Linked DNA regions of Bicyclus anynana: region 1 is linked to region 2. A link is a contact called in public Hi-C data. All regions are on one chromosome and are shown on one strand. Each heading gives the region's core, a stretch centred on a gene start, on an enhancer-like site or on the middle of the called end of the contact. The rest is flanking DNA. Distances are from core to core; before and after follow the strand shown.

Region 1 (5,139 bases), core at 1,640-4,139, 53 kb before region 2:
AAATTTTATAATTTTTGACACTCGATTTAGACGACTCGAAAACCAATGTACTCAATAACAATATAGTCATTAGTGAAATAACGATACTTAACATCTTACATGTAAGCGGCTAAAAACTCTTTTTGTCGCCGATAGCCTTCTTACGATTGGTTGCTCGCGTCAAAGCGAAGCTTGACTGGGTATAATAATATAATGGTGTTCATTATATTGGTGTTCATTTGTTAACATTCATATGAACGAGTCACACGATTGTGAATTGTGATCCACATTCATCCGTAAGCATATTTTTGTCTCAAACATATTTAATGTCATTATCGAATAAACAGCTAATTACTGTGTTAAAAGCGATGAAACCACATTGGTTCTTTGCAATAGATCAGGGAAACTAGAAACAAATTCGATCAGTACATTTCAACATCGTTGTTCAATACACAGCTAACAATAGATAAAAGCTGAAACCACAGTACTGTAATCACACAGTATTGTCATTTATCCCCAATAGTAGATCATAGACACATATACGATACGTATATTTTAGCGTCATTATCCAATACACAGCTAATTATTATTAAATAAAAAGCGCTAACACCACAACAGTACAGTAATCACACAGTATTACCAATTTTCATCAATATTACGGGTTAGCCCCGGTATTACCAAATGACCGAATGATGTCATATAACACTGGCGGCAAAGTGTGCCTATAGTTAAAAACCGAACCACTATTTTTAACACACAATATTACCAATATTACAGGTTAGCCCCAAGTATTACCAAATGGCCCCAAGTCTTAGAGCAGTGGCGGCGAGGGCGGCGGGGTGAGCTGCAGCGGGGAGAGGGGCGGCGGGGAGAGCGGCGGGGCGGAGGGCGCGCATCACCTCGAGGGACAGGAGCTGGTCACCGACTTGCCGCTGAGGCACGAGAACCCGCTGATTGCCGACTGAAGGCTTGACATTGAGCCCCTGCGAAATCGAATTCATTTTGTTTCAACTTACGAGAACTTTTAAAAACTAAAGTCAGTTAGCAGAGACTTTACTACCAGTTTGCAAATCAGACAGGGATAGAAGAGCCAGTGAGAAATTTAGGAATTGATCTTTCAAAAAATTTTACAATTAATACGAGTAATTTATAGTTTTACAGTTTATGTCAACTTCTATAATAACATTCTATTTATCATATTTTTAACCGACTTCAAAAAAGGAGGAGGCTTTTTTTAATGTTTGTTACTTCATAACTTTGTTATTTCTAAACCTTATTTCTTAATTAAAAAGGACATAACTGAAAAGTTGGATGACCGACTTCAAAAAAGTAGGAGGCTTTTTTAATGTTTGTTACTTCATAACTTCGTCATTTCTAAACCTTATTTCTTAATTAAAAAGGACATAACTGAAAAGTTGGATGACCGACTTCAAAAAAGGAGGAGGCTTTTTTAATATTTGCTACTTCATAACTTTGTCATTTCTAAACCTTATTTCTTAATTAAAAAGGACATAACTGAAAAGTTGGATGTGCATGCTTTGGACCGGATTCGTACCTATGCCCTCGGAATCGAAGGCAGAGGTTCTATCCACTGGGCTGCCGTGGCTCATGGATGATGATGATGATGAGCATCAGTTACCGGTAGTGGTGGCTGGCGAGCGTCTCGTGGAAGTACATGAGCTGCGCGGCGCGCGCGCTGTCGGCCGCCTCGCAGCGCCACTGCAGCACGTAACTGCCGCTCTCCGACATCACGTGCGAACCCTGACCAATATTCACATTATACAGGGTGTTCGGGAGTATTTCCCATAACTCTAGGGCTATGTTCTTTAAGGAAATTTATTAAAAATGTTCTAAAATTAATATATTCGGAATGAAAAAAATCGGTTGTCTGTAAAGTCGGTTTACTGCCGATGGTTGTACGTGACAACGTCATAAGAAAATACTGATGGAATGGTTGCATTTTTCAAAAGAAAATATTAGTTTTTCTAAAATACTGTTTTTTGATCTTCATAGACCAGAATATACTTTACTTCTTGTAAAAAAAATTCGCAACCCTAGAGCGAGGGAACGACGCATGATGTCATCTTTTTTCGAGTGTGCAGTCGGTTCCATCGAATTATAAGACGTTGTCACGTTAAAAATATTTCTTTTGTAAATAGATCTTAAATTGTGTCCCTTATATGCATCCTTATAACTATTACGTAGCCAAGTTTTACGTATTTTAAAATGCAAAGATAGATAAAGGCGTGTGTTACATGGATAGTCGGAATTATTTGAATTACTTTGTATGAAAACAAAAAGGTTTAATTTTTAGTAAAAAAAAAAATTGGCTATGTAGTTCGGCTCCTTTAATGGATACCCTTGAAGTTATGGGAAATACTCCCGAGCACCCTGTATACGTTTTAACAGAGACAGTATGCACTACTAAACAGGGACCAAAACAGCGCACCTGTATACTCTCCCCGTCGTGGCACACGAGCGCGGGCTCCACGCGGTGGTAGTGCTCGCCCTCCCGCCCGCCGCACCCCTCCAGCACGGAGCGGCTCTCCTCCGCGCCCGCACCACCGCCGCACGCCGCTACACACACACACACAGGTCACACAGGTAAGTAATCGGGTAAACGACAGGTCATGTTACTGCCGACTGAAAATGGGTCATAGGAAATAAGTTTGCAAATTTTCACAGAAGGCCTATGTCCAGCAATGGAGGTCCATAGATTGAGATGTTGATAATGACGTAAATGGCACGCTTTGTGGATCAAACGTCAGCACGACCCACAGAGCTTGTCAGCACGCTCTGCGGGTCGCGGTTGTGCACTATCACTGCGTGAGCTGCACACGCCACACAGAAAGCACTCACCAGCGGCGCGGTCGGGGTGGTCGAGCTCGCGGTCGCTGCGGTACACGGTGAAGGAGATGTCGTGGCGCAGCACGTCGAAGTCCCACGTCAGCACGCTCTGCGGGTCGCGGTTGTGCACTATCACTTCATGGAGCTGGAATGAACAAAAATGTTCCATAATCCAAATTGCTCGAAATTCGTGGTATTGTTAAGTTTTTTGAACTAGGAGTGGTTTGCCTATCCACAGCTACATTTTTTCTAACCAAACAGTATGCTTGTTTTTTCAGGGTACGCAAGTCTTCGCTAGTAACATTATTGTGAAGAATAGTGTCTTTGGTGACGACAAACTGCAGCCACGCTTATTTCCTTCCCAAAGAAGCATCGCTTTCTGACTGAAAGATTGATACTTGAGGCTCGTGTCTTGCGACTTAATCTCAGGTCAACAGACGCATTGCAACGTTTTAAATTATAGGCCGACAGTACGAAAGTTTGTTATAGGCATTCTCACACTTCAGATCACTCTCAATATGACGAAAACCTTTTTGTTCCATCTACTTATCAAAAAAGATATGCACTGTGACGATGGTAAATAATTAGTTAACTTGAAAAATCCAAGTTTTCTACATCTATCCCATTAACTGAGCTGGGTTATTTAAACCAACCTCTCAGACTAAAACCTGCCAAATCGATCAAAGTTTCTTCTTGGGCAGGACAAGTAGAGAAAATACTAACCTGTCCCTTCCCCAAGCTGACAGATCGGTAGATACTGTCCTCGCTTAGAGGGTCGCCGTCACGTTCCGTGAAAGCCCCGCTCACGTACAGACTCTTGGGCACTAGACCTCCTTCGTGAACGAAGCTCTGAAAGAATTCAACAACAGACGTTAATATCAAGAGTTTCTAAATATTTAAACTGCCGTGTGGTAAATAGCGTGCATTTTAGGCAGACTTGCACATATTTAATGATCTCTAGTAGAGGAAGATTTCCTTTGTATCTATGTTTTTTAATTTTTTTTTTAATCGGTTGTATAATGCTTGTCTGAAACTGCACGCCACTGTGTTCATGTAAATACTACAAACAGCTGGATTCGCGGGAATTTAAGTTATCATTAAGAATCACTTCCTGCTCCCGTGAGTTCAGTTGTTTATACATCGTCTAACATTACTTTTAGTGTTAGAAGAACTATAATAATGTGACTATAGTAGACAAAACAGTGTAGACAGAAACAAAACAATTTTGCGCCTGCTCAGGTTTCGCTATCCTAGCGCGAATATTAAAATGGACAAATAACATTGCTTCTACATCGAAGTGTAAATGTGGTTCTAGAAATACGTACTTCTAAAGTCCAACGAATGTGAATCGAACTCAAAAACTCTAGTAATTTAATTTAATCAAGTCTTAGTTCAAGCTCCTGAAATTTTGCAACAGTTTTATTTTGTTTATTGAGTTTGGAATTCCCTCTCACAAAAAATTATATTCTTTATATGGTATATGTTCTTCTGAATCTTTGTCTTAAAGAAAACTTTCAATTCGACATAGTCTTGAAACTACAAAAAATTACTTTTCAGTCTTAAAAATTATAGATACATAAAAAAAAATTCAAAATTCTGCAATTAAATTAGAATTTTCAAATGTCAATTATTTGCAAAAGTGCAAACTGCATATTGCCGGCTCTTTTCTGTGAAATTCCACCGACGGTATAATTTTTCTTTTTCTAAAAACATCTTTGGAATAAACGAATCTCTCCTATACTCCTAAACTATTCACGTTTGGAACTCTCACAGGTTTAACTTTAAGTAATCGAATTACTAGTTCTACTACTAAGTTTGTATGTAAATTTAAAAATAATTATATGACAACTACAATTAAGATAATTTGATCTTAGCTTCGTTTTTGAATTTAGATAGAAGTATATTTCTAGCACATACGTCACGAATCACGAGGTCTCTGCAGTATGTTAATGATGTGTGAACAAATTAGCGCTTACGCTCTACAAGTATTGCTGACATACTCGTGACAAAAGCTTGAAGTACATAGAAGAAGATAGTTATGTAGTACTTTGTGCTATATCGAACTGTTCAAAACTGCAAGACAGAAATGGTAACACTCCTTAGGGTCCTTTTAAGAAAATTAGTTATTTTTGAGTTAATTGATAAATGAAATTAAATATGTAATCCAAAAGACTGTAATATAATATAATAAGAATCTGCATTGAAATAAAAATATAACGATTTATTTTCTTCTAGGAATCGACAGAAAACCCATCAATTACAGAGATCCATAAACAAATCTAACGCAAAAAATACATTTGCATTTAAATAACT
Region 2 (5,134 bases), core at 823-3,322:
ACGCAAAATGTGCGTAAAATCATCAATAATAAATACCATTGCAGAAAACCCGAATAACAACAAGTAATTGCTATATTACAGAACGTGACGATGCATATATTATATGTGCCTAACTGCCTAGTACATGTAAAACGTTCATTTCAACAGTTTTTAAAATTAGGTTACAACTAAGCAATTTAAAATTGGCATCATTTATTAAACGAGCTTACATATCGGTAACAACTCTACCCACTTTAATCAAATTTTGTTATTAGGTATGTGTCTGTCTATGCGTCGTTGATTTCCGACGATAATAAAACATTTTTTAAGTATGTATTTACAATTTAAAAATTCTGTGATAGTATCTCAAAATCAAAACTACGTAATAGCTTTGCAAGTACCTATCGTCGCAGACAAAACGTGATTTCACAAAAAACCGCCAATCAAAGTTGTCTGAACACCTACTATAAATAAATTACTAAGTGCAAGAAAGATTTTTTGTCCAGAGTTATTTACAATCTTACACCTGTAATTAATTTACTCCACGTAACAGTTTGGGTTACTTTAACCTCTCCGGTCACCTCGATGGTTCCGATCAAGCTGATACTCGTATATTATGGTTTGGATCGTAATATTTATGGTACAACCACAGAAAACACATGGTACAACCAACAACTAGTGAACGGGGACGTCCACGACTCTGCGTTAAATTCTGTTTCCTAGATCCTATTTATCTCATGTAAATCGGTTTAGCGATTTAGCCGTGGAAAGGTAACTAACAGACATACAGACAGGCTTACTTTCGCATTTATAATATTAGTATGGATAGTACGCATGAGCTCTATAGGTCTAAAGTTCAAGACAATATTCTGAGCTCAGACTTTCAGAATTTTGGGCTAGTCCGGCTTCAATAAAAAGCAAATCCTAGTTAAAGGTCAACTCAGGTCGACCCACTTAAGTATTTGAGTAATCAATATAATATCCAACAATCTACTTACCCTGAAGTGGGTGGGTAGACAGGGGGATAATGAGGGTTCATTAAATCAGTTATAAATAGCCAACGACATTGGGCTACACGTAACGAGGTACCATCATGGGAATTACTTACGGTACAATATGTTTAAATACTTGGAAAATATGGCCCAGACTTCTCCGCGTTGAAAAAAATGTTTTTTGGATATTTACTCGTCGGAGTCGGGAAATAGAAATATCCGTATCGGGGATCGTAATCTAATTTAGTCAGGGATGATTTCTGGTTCGAAATGGCTCCTATAATATCGCACTAGTGTTTGTCAGGACGAATTAGGATAAAAGCTTGTTTCTAAAAATTCAATCTTTTTATTATAAAAACAGTATCCATGCATGAAATAAATAACAAATCCCTAACCAAAGATTTCGTGACCAAGAAATTGGGATTGCAAAATCCCAATTTCCACCAAAGCACTTAAATGTCAAATCAGTGCAAGTGACCATCAAAGCACTTAAATGTCAAATCAGGTCGGTTGATTTCATATTCTGAAAACTGAAAGCGACCAAGTTTCACAATACAGAGGCATGAACCATCCGTTTATTTCTTAGTTAGGTATACTATGATGATCAAGCACACCAATTTCGCTAAATGTTACTTATGAGATTTTTCCCTAAATGGATATAATTATACATTGTAAGCGGATACAAGAAGCTAAGTACAGGTTACGACGGAAGGCCTAAAGGACTTTTAAAAGTCCCCCAATTAAAAGTAAAATCCAACCATTTACCAGTAACATTCCTCTCGTGTCGACAACTTGGATAACAAGTTTTTGAGCAAAAACGAGTAGGTACTTACGAGTAACTTGCCTAAGTATCTTGCGCAAAACATAACCGCTTAAGAATTACCTCTTCATATCAAAGCGTTCAATCTGAACTTGATAGTGTTATTTTTAACCGACTTCCAAAAAGGAGGAGGTTCTACGTTCGGCTGTATGTATGTTTTTTTATATTTTAATTTGATTGCAGACGATGAATTTAAATATTTTAGTTTTATATTGCCAAGAAATTTAAGGACAGTACATATCATAAAGCTTACTTCTCAGCCTTTGTGAGCCCTCGTAAGCAGGTCCTTGACTCTTCACATAATCGACTCAGCGTCACTCAGGCCATTTGTGAGGAAATTCTAATGCTAACTAATAAATTATAAATGCGAATTTATGTTTGTTCGTTACGTTCACACTTCAACCACAAAAGTGATTTTAATAATTGTTTCACCAATGGAAAGCTATTAATCAGCGAGTTACACATAGGCTGTCTTTTACTTCCGTATTTCCACGGGAACGGAACCTACGCGGGTAAAATCGAGGAGCACATCTAGCTTTGACATAAGTAGGTATATAGTGAATATGATTTACATACAAACAAAGGAAAAATATTCACGTGAGATGCAAAAGAGAATGAAAAAGTTATTACCTACTTGAATACAGTTATTACTGTTCCACAAAGATATTAATGTTATGTTAGATGTGTTACTAGCGCATGAAAAATGAGATGCTCAATAGAGGAAATTTATAGTCAACTCAATGTTAGTTGTGATCAACAACAAACGTTATTTAAACAAATAATATAGAAATATCATCTACAATGTCGAGTTGTGTGATCAGGAAGTGTAAAAACTATAAATACATAAATATATAATGGAATTAAAGACAAAGTTTTGCATGTGTGCGCTCAGTCTTTTAGTCTATTATTCCGATCACTTTTTGCAATGATTTTGTAGGGACATAACCGATCTATAGTATAACATTATCATTGCTGTTTCCGATTTAATATCTGCCTATATTAAAAATACTTGGAACTCAGAATTCCTTTCACCTAGACTTGGGAAACTCCGTCGCTATTCGTAAGCCAATATAACTTAAATCCGAAGCCGTCTTATCTGCTCGTACTTTCAGTTTTAATACTCTTTTTGGCTGTTTCTAGCGCTGAATCAGTACACAATGGGTTTCGCCAACGTCGAGTCCGTTTTAATCTTATTTGGCTTCAACTTTTTGAGCTGCAATGCGATCTCGCGACTTCCAATAATGCGCCAACTAAATTGCTGCTGCAAGTACGATACATCTAGCAAATACCTATTTTTTTTTTTTGCAAAACCGTCACCATGTCTGTCCATCTTAATAATTAAAGGCGTAAGTAATATTACTTTAGTAAGTGTTACAAATTGAATTATTTAGTGGTCGATAACATTCAAAATCGCTATACGAAACAATCTTGGTATAAGGTTAATAGCCTCAGAGTACGAAATATCAAAAATTATGGAAGCATTACAAATTTATTTTCTTTCATTTAGGTCAATGATCTATCCAATCAAATCCAATGGTAGAAACATAATACCTACCTACATTTGAAAAATACTAAGAAAGTTCATTAAAAAAATAAAACCTAATGTATGTAAATGTTGTATGGGTATACATACAATTTTGTATATTTCAAATAGGTTTAGTATGTGGTTTAGTTTACTAGCACATTTGAAATATGACTTCTTTTTTTTTTGACTATTAGTCAACTATACTACAGGTTCGAGAGGCAGGTTCAGCATGTACAATGTACATACCAATTCAAAATACATATTAGATGAAAGGCAAATAAAACCGAATTGCATATAGAACGGTGTCGATTAAGAAATTGAGGAAACGCGCCATCAAAGATAAACGTTCAACGGAAAACGAACGCCGAATACGATAGCCGAGCAATTTGTCTGTTCGAATTACTCTTGCGGGAGATTGTGGTTTGCAGAACCAAAGAGGGTATTATTTTTGTGCAGATTCTTTACTTCAATTCAATTCAATTCTTCTTAATGGCTTTCATTTGTGCCAACTGGGCACGGTTTATCTCGCCAGTGTCGAGTAGATGGAGAAGGCACGAAGGAGATTGTTCAGTGAGAGCTGACAAGTTCAATTTTGAGAATCTACTAGATAGTTACTATTACATAATATTTTTGTTAGTTCCTAACCTATAACAACACAAATAACATATATTAATATTAACAAAATATTTAAAATAATTTACATAGTATAAACATATATTACAATTTAATCTTATTACATTCTACATATTTACATAAAAATCTACAATATGGACTAAACACAAACATTAACAAACATTTAACACTTAAAGGACGAGGGACTTTTGGGGGAAGAATGTCATAGAGAGGATGAAGAAGTCTGGGACAGTTAAAAAGGAGATGAGTAACAGTGCCTTCATCCAAACCACACTCACAGATAGAGTTATCCCTAATCCGGAGCTTGTTTAGATGCACAGGTGTACATGAGTGACCAAGACGCAAACGAGAAATAGTTGTAAGAACCCAACGTTCAGTCATTTTTTGAAAGAAAAACCAGGGACGTCTTGGTATATTTGGTTGGATAGATGAATAATGTTTGCCTTTCACCAATTTTGATTCATTCCAGAAGGACTCCCAAGATCTATCCAGATAAGTTTTAGCCAGGGCAGTCAAGTCTTGCGAAGAATTTGATTCTTTACTTATTATTATTCTTGTACGTGAAAGGTTCGCGCTTTTGCAATCTCATCTTATGGTAACTATTTTAAATAGTAATACTTATAATAATTTACGGACGAAGCTCTAGCACTGACATAATGGTTCTGGCTCTGATAAGCAACACTTCACAGAGCATGCAAAGAAACAAGCCATTCTACAAAACGCTTCTCCGCGTCCATCAACCTAAGCCCTAGGTGTTCCTTGTATGACTGTAATTACCAGCAACCATGCCCTTCATTATTTTCTTTTGAAATATTTAAGTACGTTCTCAAACAGATCTTGCATGTCATATATTTCGCAAAAGGTTAGGCAAGCACGCTCCACCGTAGTCTGCCTCTTCGCTTACCATTAGGCATGATGGCCAAGATCTCGCCAAAACAATTTAAAAAACGGTTCAATGTTTTGCTACAGACCCTTAAAATGGCAGTGATGAATTGTAGCGTTCTCTAGTTTCCCCTACAGAGATTTGTCTGTGTCAAAATCAGACACCAAGCTTAAGCCCTCATTCGGAGGAGAGGTATTTTAACGGACGTTAAAAAAACGTATATCTAATATATAAAATTCTCGTGTCGCGGTGTTCGACATTGAACTCCTCCGAAACGGCTCGACCGATTTTGATGAAATTTT

Evidence for each region. Hi-C and Micro-C count contacts between places; a contact is called where the count stands out from the background.
Region 1: a Hi-C map of whole body shows a contact between it and region 2, with 3 times the contacts expected there. The contact joins two enhancer-like sites. A contact is called at or near these places in 2 of 2 Hi-C or Micro-C datasets (whole body and whole larva).

The regions. Positions count from the first base shown.
Region 1 is chr14:745,556-750,694 of ilBicAnyn1.1, reverse strand. All of the region lies in intron 1 of LOC112046466 (rab GTPase-binding effector protein 1), which reads left to right. LOC112046480 (protein real-time) reads right to left here. Exons shown (of 15, transcript XM_024083108.2): 11 at 3,550-3,675; 12 at 2,839-2,971; 13 at 2,429-2,556; 14 at 1,619-1,740; 15 at 1-962. The coding sequence ends at 875. Among protein-coding and RNA genes, the nearest start is that of LOC112046468, 20 kb to the left of the region's middle. Within about 2 kb of position 2,889, at least 8 of the 8 cell types and tissues checked have open chromatin away from gene starts, as enhancers often do.
Region 2 is chr14:691,284-696,417 of ilBicAnyn1.1, reverse strand. The region is part of intron 1 of LOC112046466 (rab GTPase-binding effector protein 1); the gene reads left to right. The region is part of intron 1 of LOC112046480 (protein real-time); the gene reads right to left. Among protein-coding and RNA genes, the nearest start is that of LOC112046480, 6.9 kb to the right of the region's middle. Within about 2 kb of position 2,072, at least 6 of the 8 cell types and tissues checked have open chromatin away from gene starts, as enhancers often do.